Linked DNA regions of Triticum aestivum: region 2 is linked to region 1. A link is a contact called in public Hi-C data. All regions are on one chromosome and are shown on one strand. The core of a region is the stretch at or near the end of the contact, and the rest is flanking DNA. Distances in the headings are between cores, read along the strand shown. Region 1 holds the start of LOC123102213 (cullin-associated NEDD8-dissociated protein 1). Region 2 holds the start of LOC123106522 (patatin-like protein 3).

Evidence for each region. Hi-C and Micro-C count contacts between places; a contact is called where the count stands out from the background.
Region 2: a contact with region 1 is called in a Hi-C map of leaf, with 2.1 times the contacts expected there. The contact joins the promoter of LOC123106522 here to the promoter of LOC123102213 in region 1. A contact is called at or near these places in 2 of 5 Hi-C or Micro-C datasets (both in leaf).

The regions. Positions count from the first base shown.
Region 1 is chr5A:43,957,559-43,963,885 of IWGSC CS RefSeq v2.1, forward strand. It overlaps LOC123102213 (cullin-associated NEDD8-dissociated protein 1), which reads right to left and starts at 3,140. Exons shown (of 29, transcript XM_044523515.1): 1 at 2,954-3,140; 2 at 1,028-1,110; 3 at 772-941; 4 at 161-368. The coding sequence starts at 1,063.
Region 2 is chr5A:44,104,434-44,110,760 of IWGSC CS RefSeq v2.1, forward strand. It overlaps LOC123106522 (patatin-like protein 3), which reads left to right and starts at 2,952. Exons shown (of 2, transcript XM_044528664.1): 1 at 2,952-4,134; 2 at 4,225-4,825. The coding sequence starts at 3,046. The coding sequence ends at 4,587.

The DNA of each region.
Region 1 (6,327 bases), core at 1,890-4,389:
TCTGCAAACTGTGTACGTAATTTATTGCTAATTTTCCAGCTAATACTTAACTTAATATTGCATTACCTTTTCTGTGGAACATCTAAATAATAAAACTTAAGGGGCCTACAGATAACCCAAGGGAAATTCTGGCAAACACGAAACAGACTAAAAAACTTACACTGGTGACACCACTGATTAGCTGCGGGGAAAGAGAAACTAAAATCTTTTCAGAAAGTGATGCCGTAGTAACTTCCACAATGATTGTCTTCAGAGCTATACTGGCAATATCACGATGCTGCTCCTTTCCATTGAGTAATTTATCACAAAGCTTGTCAGTCATCTCCACTACTCTATCCTCGCTTACCTTCTTAACAAGTGGAGCCAAGCTAACCAACAAAAGAATAAGAGTAAATGTAGTGAACGGATGTAGGGGAAACAATCGGTAATCAAATTTCTCTGAAAAAAGTAACCCCGCAGATCCAATAATTGATGCATAAGAAAACAGAACAAACTTTAAAAATGAATAAGCAATCTTGAAGACAAAAGGAGGTATGATGCCATCTTAAAAGATAAAATAGCAGGCTAAACACATCTGACAGGTACAACAACATAGCGAGTAGCATAATCAGAATATTCCCAAATTCTAGCAGGACAGAGGGGATAATCAACAATAACAAGATCTTAACATGCAAAATCCTTACTTCCCCAATCCCACACCATGCAAGCATGGTAAGACATCAAGAACACAAACAATGGATTAAATAAGAAAGTATTTTAAAGGAAAGGTACCATTTCACAGCTAAACCAGAAACATCTCCTGAAGCATCTTCCAGTTGTTGAAGAACAATATTAGTCAACTTTGATTCAAGGTCTTGGTCTGCTTTGAAACTCTCTTTGTTCAACTCACTAAGCAGATCTGAGGTGGCCATATATCTGTAGTCTTTATCTTTCCCTGTCATCTGAAAGCACATACAAGGAACAAAAATGTTACCGAGCAAAAACTGAGGATTCCTTATCAACAAATGTAAATTGGTGCAATAGATACCTTCTCCAAGATGCCGGTTATGTTCATATTCGCCATTGCACCAAACCTGTGTTCAAGTCCTCTTCACGAAGATATTTGGTAGTCTAAGAAGCAAATTAAGCAATGAGAAATGTTCAACAGCCTAATAGCATATGTGTTGCTAAGTGCATAGATTTAAAAACTGTGCCAAACCAAACAGAATCGGTGGTGGATGCATTCTGGTGGGAGTAGGACAAGTACGCTAGATGGAGAAAAAACAAGCAGAAAAATATTTAAACAATCTAATGTGGAGATCGAACACCTGACGGCTTGCTTCACACCTATGTGCCTACCACATGCGCTACGTGTATGTTGTGTTATTAATGAAAATATATTAATTACTTATTCGCACTACTGTGGATAGAAGTCAAAATGTCTGCAAAATAGGCAAAGAGGGGATTCAAAACAAATGACATTTGTAGTTGCGTGCAGCCAAACTACAAATGTCATTCATAAGTACGATTTGATGTTCAGCTGGTGTAATGCATACAAGTAACAGATAAAAGTGGTAGGAGACCCTAAACCATGGCAAAATTGATTTCATTTTCCTATTGAGAAGAATGTTTTTAACTCCAGAGCCATGCTTGACAGAAAAGAAAGCATTCTACATCATGTTACTGTTTTCACCCGAAACAACTAACTAAACTAATTTGTAAACAAGATTAAAAAAAGGCATAAATCTATACTTCGAGCAATTTAATACTTTGAACAGGACAAATAAGAACGGCATTAACACTTGTTCATTTATATATACTTCTAACACCAGCAACAAGCCAAAATTAGCAAAATATGAACTCCCATGTGCAATTACAGACATCGCATACACCATATGCACATACTCCGTGCTAAACATGAGCACACAACACTGGCGTGATTAATATAGTACTCACACCTAAAGTTAGTACAAAGTCGAGTCACTTATTTTGGGACGGAGGAAGTAACAGATGAAACTTCAAACCAAAATCGCTCACACCAAGTGGTTTCCCCAACTCGATACATGACAAACAACCATAATAAAAGTTAAAGCCATTAGAGAGCAATGACGTGTCGCACAGGCCACGGTTCAGCATTAACCATGCCGATCCGTACCATCGGCCCCAACACCCAGACCACTTCAGCGTCGAACAGAGCAAAACACCAAGCCTAAGCTTAACCCAGTAATCCTGCGCCAAGCGCACCAGGAGACAGAACAGCAGCGGTTCAATTATGCACCTATTATATATAATTACATTCATATATAGGAACCAAGCCCGTTAAACACCATCATTTAAGATAAACATCACGTGAGTCTCTATAACAAACTAATAAAGAAAGGTATGGCCTCAGATTTAGTATCACATGATATATATAAACATCATTTGTGTCAGATTTAGCATGGTGTCAAATGTAGACATCATTTGCATCAATTTTAGCATGGCATCAATTAAATAGTCCAAGGTGTCACCAGATCACCCTTCCCCAGACCCTGCGCAAGCGGGAGCTACATGCACTGGGGCTGCCCTTTTTAAGGTGTCACCAGATCAACCCTATTAGCAGTTTCCAGATCATAATAACTTCAGAGTAAGAAAACCAAACCAAAAACAGTGCCCACGCAGGGGATTAGGATGTTGGGGAACGGGAGCTTGACCTCCACAGCCGGCAATGCTGTGCAGCTAACAGGGGAGGGGGTGGATAGGAGGAGGAGGAGGGGGAGGGCGACGGGAGAAGGATGGGGGGCAGGGCGGCAGAGCAGTCCCTGCTCTCCCGTGCGCAAGGGGAGGAGGCGCTGAACCTTCGCAGCGACGCTGAAGCGCGCCCGCGACGAGTCGGCGAGATCCACAGGGCGTCGAGCGTCGCACGAGAGAGAGCGAGGGGTGAGGGGAGCGGCGGAAGATGGGAGCGCGAAGCCGACAGGGAGGAGAACCCTACCTCTTCAGCGCAGGCACGGGAGCGCGGGCGGAGGACCCGGCCGATCTGCCGCCCGAGAGCTCCGATCGGAGCAAACCCTCGCCGGAAAAGGCTGGCGCTCGCCGGAGAGGTGGGGATTGGAAGCTGTAGCAGCAGCAGCAGGAGAAACCCTCGCTAAAGCCTGAAAGCCTTTTCCCTTTTATCCCGAGACGTGACTTCCCCCTACCAATTGCGGATGTGTAACGTAAAAAAAACAAAAGAAAGTGGGCCGAGCCTGGAAGTTTAGCTGCTTTCACCTTCACGGCCCAACAAGCACAACTGGAGAACAGCGGTGATATGTATCGCCTGACCGAGAGAGTGCTGGCTATCTCAGAGACGGGGGCCCTCGGATCTTCAAGATCTTTTTCGTCAACGTCTAACGATCATCATAATTTTGCAAGAATAAATTTTCTCTTGTTCTTTTGGCAGTGCCATTAGGTTAGAAAATTTTCTGTCCTCGTAGATCCAATTATTCGGATCTGATGAGTTTTATGTTGCCGTGTCAAGTTTTTTTGTTGGTCTGATTCTTTGTGGAGGTGAACCTTTGCATCGACACCATGGTGAATATATAGTGATTCGACGATCTGCACTTCTAGGGGATCATCCCGGCCCAAATACGTTCATCGATCAAGGCTTCCCATTATTTTTGGATGGGCGACTCAAGGCGCTTTCACAAATCATTATCGGAAATGTTCGTGTGGGTGAAAGAGTGATGAAATCGTTGCTCCAATCCAATTACAGCCTCTTTACCGAAGACTTTGGAGTATTTCTTCGAGCAGAGATTGATATCACGAAGAAGGTGTTTTCAAGAGATTTCATTGTAATTGTTAGTCATAGGAGTTATTTTCTAATTTTTTTATCTTAGGTCCAAATCAATGTACAGGTGTTTCTCAAAAAAATGTACCGGTTCGCTCACCCCTCAAAAAAACAATGCACCAGTTCGCTCACATGTAGTACAAGGCTACGTCAATTAATTCGGATCAAAAATAGTACTTTTTCTCACTTCAAAATAAGGGTTTTCTAGTTTCTATAAATTTTTCCTTTTTTATATACTCCATATTCCAGAAATTTGTATATATATGTAAAGGTTTAAAAACATTTGTTAAATTTAAAATATTCACTAATTTGAAAATGTTTTAAGAATTTTTTAAAAATAAGAATTTGATAAATATTTCCGAATTCAAACACATTGATAAATTTTAAACAATTCACAAACGTGAGAAATGTCATGCATCCGGGAAATGTTTGTGAACTTAAAAAAAGTTGATGAACTTAAAATTTACCCAAATTTTAAAAATGTTCACGAGTTGAAAAAATGCTCATGCATGTGAAAAATGTTCATGGATTATAAAAAAATGTTCATAAATTTGTAAAAAAATGTGTTAGGAATTTGAGAAAAATTGTAAAAAAATTTAAAAAATATTCACAAACTTGAAAAGACGTCCATAGATTTGAAAAATACTACATGATAACTGGCGCATTGCTACAATAATATTGTTAAAAAGAAATGCATAAATAGGTGTTACATAAACAACTAAAACTAATAAAAGTGAAATGTAAGAGTATTTCTTGATATATGCTTTAAAAACATTAACAAAGTTCGTATAACAAAAGCATGTATAAAAGAGAGAGAGAAAATAGATTGCAACTAAAAGAATGTCATTTAAAAAAAATGGAAGATCAACTATATACGTATCCCCCAAACACCCAACACATATATCGTGTCCATGAGAGCACAAAACTTAACTAATAACTTTCATGCATGAACATGTGGTATGACATAGCAGTGCCACATGCACATACTAATGCAAGAAAATGTAACGTATAACTTACATGCCTGGCTTATTGATATGGCATAACTGTATGTATGAAAAATAGATAGTGTTTGTAACTATTTAGCAATAGAGAAAGAGAGTATCACTTCTAGAAAAGTGAAGGATCAACTTCATATGTATGCTCCTAGCGACCAATGCATATACCATGCATATGAGAGCATAAAACCTAATGCAAAAAAATAACTAGTGACATACATGCATAAACTAATGATGTGGTAGTGTTGCATGGATATGCTAATGCAAAAAAAAAAATAACTTGCATGCATGACATGATGTGTGACATGGTTGCATGCTAGAAAAATATGTAGTGGTTTGTGTCACAATTAAATACTCCCTCCGTAAAGCAAATATAAGAGCATTTAGATCACTAAAGTAGTGATCCAAACACTCTTATATTTCTTTGCAGAGGAACTACATTGTAATTAAAACTCACTTATAATCCACTAATGCATGTTGCATGGTAGAGAATTCTCATGCATAGGTTGGACAGATGGTAGTAGATCTCGATAGTAAATCTAACAGCCATAGCAATTTTGATGATGTGGAAGCATGCATGTTAAGATAATTAGAAATAGTAGGGATCATTCTGTTAGGTATATATGATTCATGATTTTACAAAATGTTCGCAAGTTTAAAAAATATCCGCGAATTTATAAAATGTTCATGGATTGAAAAAATGGGTGTGAATTTAAACAATGTACACAAAGTTTAAAATATTGCAATTTTTTAGAAATGAGCACGGATTAAAAACGAAAAGATAAGACAAAAAAAGCAAATAGAAAATAAAAACCTGCAAGAAAACAAGAAAATAGCGAAAACACAAGAAAATGTGAAGAACAATAGAAAACTAGTGGGAAAACAACAAAAATAAAAACCGGATGGAACCTTCTTCAAACCGTTCGACAGGGAACGCCTCTGAGCACTTAGGTGCCTAAATGGGCCATCCACCTTTGTATGCTAGCAAGTGATCGCAAGGAATACGTATCACCACAAAACATATATATCGTGTGCGGAATGTGCTACAAAATCCATTGGCATCTTCAACGCCGACCTTTAAAATGGAGATTGTATTTTTCTACGAATGCGGGAGCCTACCATTCAACATGCCCTTTAGTGTTTGTCTTTGTTTCCTTTGTCAATAACACTCAAAATAAGTATACTCCCTCCATTCCCAAATATAAGTCTTTTTAGAGATTCCAACAAGTGACTACATACGGAGCAAAATGAGTGAATCTACACTCTAAAATATATTTACATGCATCCATATGTTATAGTTTATTTGAAATGTCTAAAAGGACTTATATTTAAGAACGGGGAGAGTAGAAAATAACACAACTAATCCATACATAACATGCAGATACTCCTAGTATAACAAAAGTTCAAATTTAAATATTACATCTTAGATAGCAGGATGGTCAACAAGTTTTTGGAGTTCATCGATTCCAAATTCAACCCTACTAGAGTCAAAATCGGCACATGTCGTTCCACGCATAATTCACCTTGAGCTTGATATAGCAATAT
Region 2 (6,327 bases), core at 1,702-4,201, 150 kb after region 1:
TTCATATCATATATATTTGTTATCGTGAAAGTGTAGATTGTTTTCTATAAACTTGATCAATCCTTTTTAAACTTTGACTTAAGTCAAAGCTAACATGCTGAGTAAACAAAAGCGAATAAAGTGCTAAATCAGCGAGATTAATATGGATCGGAGGAGTGTCTCCTAATAAAATTTACAAACATTTTAAAAGGCAGTGAGGAAATAAAAACGTACTATCTGTTGGCAGCTGGCTGCTTTTGACACATGGACAGCGTGGATATGCATGGGCATATGAAATGCGTACGTGGCATGCAGTTCCGATTGCCTTGTCAACCCATGAATGCATAGTCGACAAACAAACCCCTTTCCGCAATGATACGACGATTGATGGTACGTGTCAAACCTGACGGCGACGGCGGTGAAAAAGCTGCGCGCAGCACGGCCGCACCAACCAAGCCGCAGTTACCACACGCACCTAAGTTCAACCAATCTGCAGTTTAACTAATAACTGCTCCGGCCGGCCGGTTATCAAGTTCAAAGGCCTCGTTCAATGCCGTGCGCGTACTCGTACTGCACACTGATCCTAGCTAGCTGCGACGTCGATCCACCAACGCGCGATATGATGTTAGGGCGATGAGTCATTCAGCAATAATAATAATAATAATAATGATATTAGGGTGATTGCATTTGCATGCATGAAGCATGATTCATATCCGTCCACGCAAAATATATAATACTCGGACGCACCAGCTGTTCGATCCGTTTGTCGGTTGTTCTCCGGTGCAAGATGTCAACCGTGATCTTGATGACGACGATCATTCAACGCCTCGGCTCAGAGTTAGTATTTCCGTACATATAAGCGATTTCATGCGCAGTTCATTCATAATCTTGTATTAGCAGACTGTAAGGCTGTTACTTTGGAATAAAACTTAATTCAAACCAGCAAAAAAGAAGTACCATGGGATTATTTTCTCATTTCAGTACTCCTAAGTCCAACAGACAGCGCGCAAGATCTTTCTCTTAGAGCACCTACAGTCAAACCTCTCAAAATCCGCCTCATACACCTGGACAGGCTGCCCGGTCACGTTTTTTCAACCGAGACAGACGCCTCAAACGGGCATCAAACGCTCTGTCTGACCGGCACCCCATATCCAGCCCAAATATGGGGGTGCCCGGGCACGCCCGTCACGTCGGACATGGCCCATGCTGACTCACCCAACCCCACTTATATTCGTCCCCATCCTCTCGTAGGAGCAAACCCTAGCCACTTCACTCCACTCCCTCCACTTTCCTCCGCCACCCGAACTTACCTCCGTTGGTTTCTGGCCTTCTCCGTCATGGCAGGCAGCGGATCAGACTCCGACCAGTTCGGATCAGTCGACTGGGGTGTCGTCCCGTGTGGGTTGGAGGAGTCAATGCCAGTCCGCATTGCACTGCGCCGCTCCCGGGAGGACAGCGCCCGGCCGACGGACAGATCCGTCCGCCGTGACGCCATAGCGTCGGCTCACTAGGCGCTCGGGTCCTCTGGTGCTGGATCCTCGCTGTCCCGGCTGAAACACCTCTCCTTCCCCATCATCGGTCGGGCAGAGTATGAGTCCTACCGGGAACGGGCGGCCCATCGTGGGGAGGAGGGCCGCCGAGGCCCGTATCGTGGCGGAGGCAGCTGATGCGGAGAAAGCCATCCGCACCCGTATTGTGAAGAATCGGCAGCGGATCAACATGTGCGTCGTTGCCCAAGAGCAGAATCAGGCGGTCCGTGCCATGGCCAAACTGCCATCAAAGGAGGAGAAGGAGGACAGCTCCAGCGACGAGCAGACCCGGCTCGATCTGTACTGCGTCTTCGACCGATACTTTCACGAGAAGGATGACAAGGGCGCCGGGAAGGGCAATGGCAGCCGTGGATGAAGTCCACCATAACCAAACATGCCAAATTTTGGTAATATGATGACATGTTTAGCGTAGTGTAATGGAGTAGTCAGATGATGCGTGTGCGTCGACATAGTTATATGAGTTTATCTGGATTTGAAATATGGTAATTAAGGTGTCCAGGTGTGGATTGCATTTTTCGAAAAGTGCTCGGCGTTTGAAGGGCCGAATTTATCAAGTCCGGCTGCAGATGCTCTGGGTCCCTTTTACCTCGACCACCCAGCTGGACCAATGGGTGGTTGTACGTGATCGACCGCACAAGCTTCCTCCAACTGTATTGCGTACTACAGCATACACATGTCGTCACTGCAATAATGCATGCGTACGCGTAGAACAAGATACGGACGGAGGTCGACCGATCGATCATCGACGGAGCGCGCAGAGACGCAAGAGGACGTACTACGATGATGAGTGGCACATCGCATTGGGTCGCCAATAAGCATCGGCCTCCAATAACCATGAACGCGGCGGTACGAACTCCACAGCCTACCGCGCTAGACCAACTGATCAAGCTATAGTTAGCTAGGGTGGTACCGTTCGTGCGTATTGCGCGTACGCGTGCATGCGTCCGTGCAATTACGCGAACCTGCTGCTGCATGCTGCAGCCAGCCAGCCAGGCAGGCGAGCGAGCGAGGAAGAAAGGTGGCCGGCCAGGTCACTCTGATACCTATCTGATCCCGCAGCCCACCTACCCGGGCAGGCCCACTGGCAGCGCGGGCCCGTGGAAACTTAGCTGGCCGGCCCCACCCCCGCTGAGCGGAGCTCCATGCCCCGATCCGGTCGCTCGCACGTGCGGCCCGTGCCGGCCCACTGACGCCCGGACCCGCCGAATGTGGATCGCGTGTCAGCGGCCTCCGGTCCCACGCGTCAGCGGGGCATCCGTGGTACCCGCCAAGCGCGCACCGCTGCCTCCCTCCGTGGACGCGGGTTCAGTAGGAATACGCCTTCTACAGTTGCGTTGCGGGTTTGGCTCGTACTGTACTGTACAGTACCGCTCGTACTGTAGCGTCGTCTCTCCGATTTATAAGCGGGGAGGCGGGGTGGGCTCTGCCCGGTTCAGCTGCGCAGTCGGGAGAGTAAATAAGGACATCCCAGCCAACGAAAGCTCCCACTCCCCCTCCGCCATTACTCCCTGCTCCGATGGCCTCGCCGCCGCAGCCGCAGGTGGACGTGGACCTCGGCAAGCTGAGCTACGAGATCTTCTCCTTCCTCGAGAGCAAGTTCTTGTACGGTGGTGGCGCTAGCGGGGGCGGGGTGTGCTCGCTGCCGGGCACGCCGGGGCGAGGGCCGGTCGGCGGTGGGGGCGCGAGGGTGCGGGTGCTGGCCATTGACGGCTGCGGCCCGGGCCCCGGGGACGCGCTGCTGGCAGCTGCCGCGCTGGCTAGGCTCGAGGCCGCGCTGCGGGCCAAGGCCGGGGACCCCGACGCCCGGGTCGCCGACTTCTTCGACGCCGCCGCGGGGGCGGGAGCGGGCGGCGTGCTCGCGGCGATGCTGTTTGTGAGAGGTGTTGACGGCAGGCCGAAGTATACGGCCGCGGACGCGTTGGCGTTCGTGGCGGCGAGCCTCGGGAAGGGCGGGTGGGGCGGCGGCGGCGGCGGGTGGCGCGGGAGGTGGGCCGCGCTGTTCCGGCGCGGGGAGAGGTCGTCGGACAAGTCGTCGTTATCGGCGTCGTCGTCTTCGTCATCGCTCCGCCGGGTGTTCGGCGACGCGACGCTGAGGGACACGGTGGCGCCGCTGCTGGTGCCGTGCTACGACCTGGCCACGGGCGCGCCGTTCCTCTTCTCCCGCGCCGACGCCGTCGAGAGCGACAGCTTCGACTTCCGCCTCCGCGACGTCTGCGCGGCCACCTGCGCCGGAGGCTCGGCCGCGACCGCGGTCCGCTCCGTGAACGGCCTTACGGCCATCGCCGCGGCGTCGGGCGGCGTGGCAGCGATGGGCAACCCGGCCGCGGCGGCCATCACCCACGTCCTGCACAACAAGCAGGAGTTCCCCCTCGCCGCCGGCGTCGACGACCTCCTCGTCGTCTCCATCGGCTCCGGGTCCTCCTCCGGCGGCACCGCCTCGGGCTCCGCCACCCCGTCCGCCGGGTGGCGCACGCCGATCCCCCCGCGCTCCCCGTCCCCCGCCGAGATGGTCCGCCTCACCGCCGAAGGCGTCGCCGACATGGTCGACCAGGCCGTGGCCATGGCATTCGGCCACACCTGCGGCCGCAACTACGTCCGCATCCAGGTCAGCCAAGCCACAGAGCTTCATCCCGTCCCCCCATTCTTGCCGTCTCCCTTGTTTCAAACACTAACAGCGACGAGTTACTGGTTCCAGGCGGCGGCGCCGGCGCACTCGATCAAGGCGCTCCGGTCGCTGGAGGCGCGGAAGGTGGTGGCGATCGCGGACGGGATGCTGACGCAGCGGAACGTGGAGGCGGAGCTGTTCCGGGGGCGCCGGCTGTCCGAGAAGTCCAACCGGGAGAAGCTGGACGCGTTCGCGACGGAGCTGGTGAAGGAGCACGACCGCCGGCGAGACTCGCCCCCAGGGCTCCTCCCCAACGTGGCCATCAAGCAGGTGTCGCCGACGCCGCCGCGGCTGTCCTCGGCCACCACGTCCTCCGCCGCGACCACGGGCACCACCGGCAGGACCGCGTCCACCATGCCGTCGCCGGCGTCGACGCAGGACTCAGGGCACTGACACGACACGGATCAAGAGCCGATCATGCATGCGACGTGGACGGGTCACCCTCCTTCCCCAGTTTTGTACATTTGCCCGCTTATGCAACAGAGGAGTCGAAATGCTTCTACGAGTACTAAAGTTTATTTATTTATCCTCTGCTCTCCTCTGTTCTGCTCCCTCCACGAGTCGCCGACATGTGGGGCACGATGAAAAACCCCTATGAAGTCAAGCTGATTCTATTATACTCCGTAGCTCACATCACAACTGTCCGTCCACTTTGTCGAGTGGCATTCGAAAAGCAGTTCACCGCGAAATACTATACTATACTGCCCAAAATTGAAATCGAATGAGCAGCGAATACGATGTGTCAATGTGTAAAGCAGAAAGGAGATGCCATCCCTTTGAAAAAGCGGTTTTCTTTCTTCCCGTTTTCCCTCGCGGGCAGGTTGAATTGAAGCCGACGCGGATCGGATTAGCCCTAATTGCCCATCTGTTCTGATGCTGACAGACGGCTAATAAATAGTACTACTAGTAGCTTGATCGATTGCAATGTGCAGTTAATCACACGGCAAATGCATGATTAGGGAGCATGCATCATGCATGTTGCTGAACATGGTCTCCTCTTCTTCTCGTTTCCTGATTGTGTGGCGTGCGGTCGAGGAGTAAGGGCAATTTCAACGCGGTTCATTGAAACGGACACAAGAAATATTGTTGACACGCTCGAAAGTGTTTGTCGATAACGGATAGGAGGGCGGCCATCTAAACCTATACACCAAAATGTCTGTTATTTTTTTAAGAATAAAACTAAGCCAAATGTCTGCTATGCAACTCCAGTTTGAATCATCGATCAACTATACATTTGAATCCTAATAAAAGCGTCGGACGTCCAATAAAATTTTAATTTTAAAATTCATCGGTTCCAAATTTAATCATACTCCTCGAAAGCGGCATTCATTTCAAACTATCACTCCTCGGGCTTGAAATTCTTCATCAACACATGTTGTTCACCTAGATGTTGTGCCCCTTGAGTTTCATTCAACAATGCATCAATTTGAAAGGCTTGCCCTCCGTCCTTTGATACAACGTGGCAACGCATCCAGGCTACACAATGACATGATCATCGAGTTGCAACATTGAGTAAGTGAACTGACCAACACGTAGAGCAACAAAAAGAAAAACTTATTCCAATTCTGCAGTCACACCGTAATATACTTCATGACGGCGTTTGAAATGGTGTATCATCGATGGAGTAGCGACTTCACACCGCGATCACGGATCGAAATGGTGTATCATCGATGGAGTAGCGACTTCACACCGCGATCACGGATCACATCCAAATTGTAGGGCACGTAATGCTTTGCCCTTATGGAATCAAGAATGCACATGTTGCCAAAACATCTTGCCATTTCGCTTTATGCATACAACCGCCCAATTATGACCAATGATGCGTCACACAACAATGCATCCGCCCTCACTGAGTACCAGCCATCATGCTTGCTTCATGTTTAACACGGAGAAAAGTCAAAAAAAAAAAGTTTCCCACTGACATTTTGGTCGAACACTTACATGTCGTGGTGTTCGCCATGGATGCCATCGGTAGGGGCGGACAATAGCCGAGCTGCGTTTGGATCTAGGGTGCAACGGTGGCGAAGTACAAGGCACTTGGGTGGAGCAGCGAAGGTCCGGCTAGAACTAGGCGACGGTTGGAGTGGTATAAAGGCGATGATGGTCTTGGTCGGTGCGGATACTTAGCAAGGG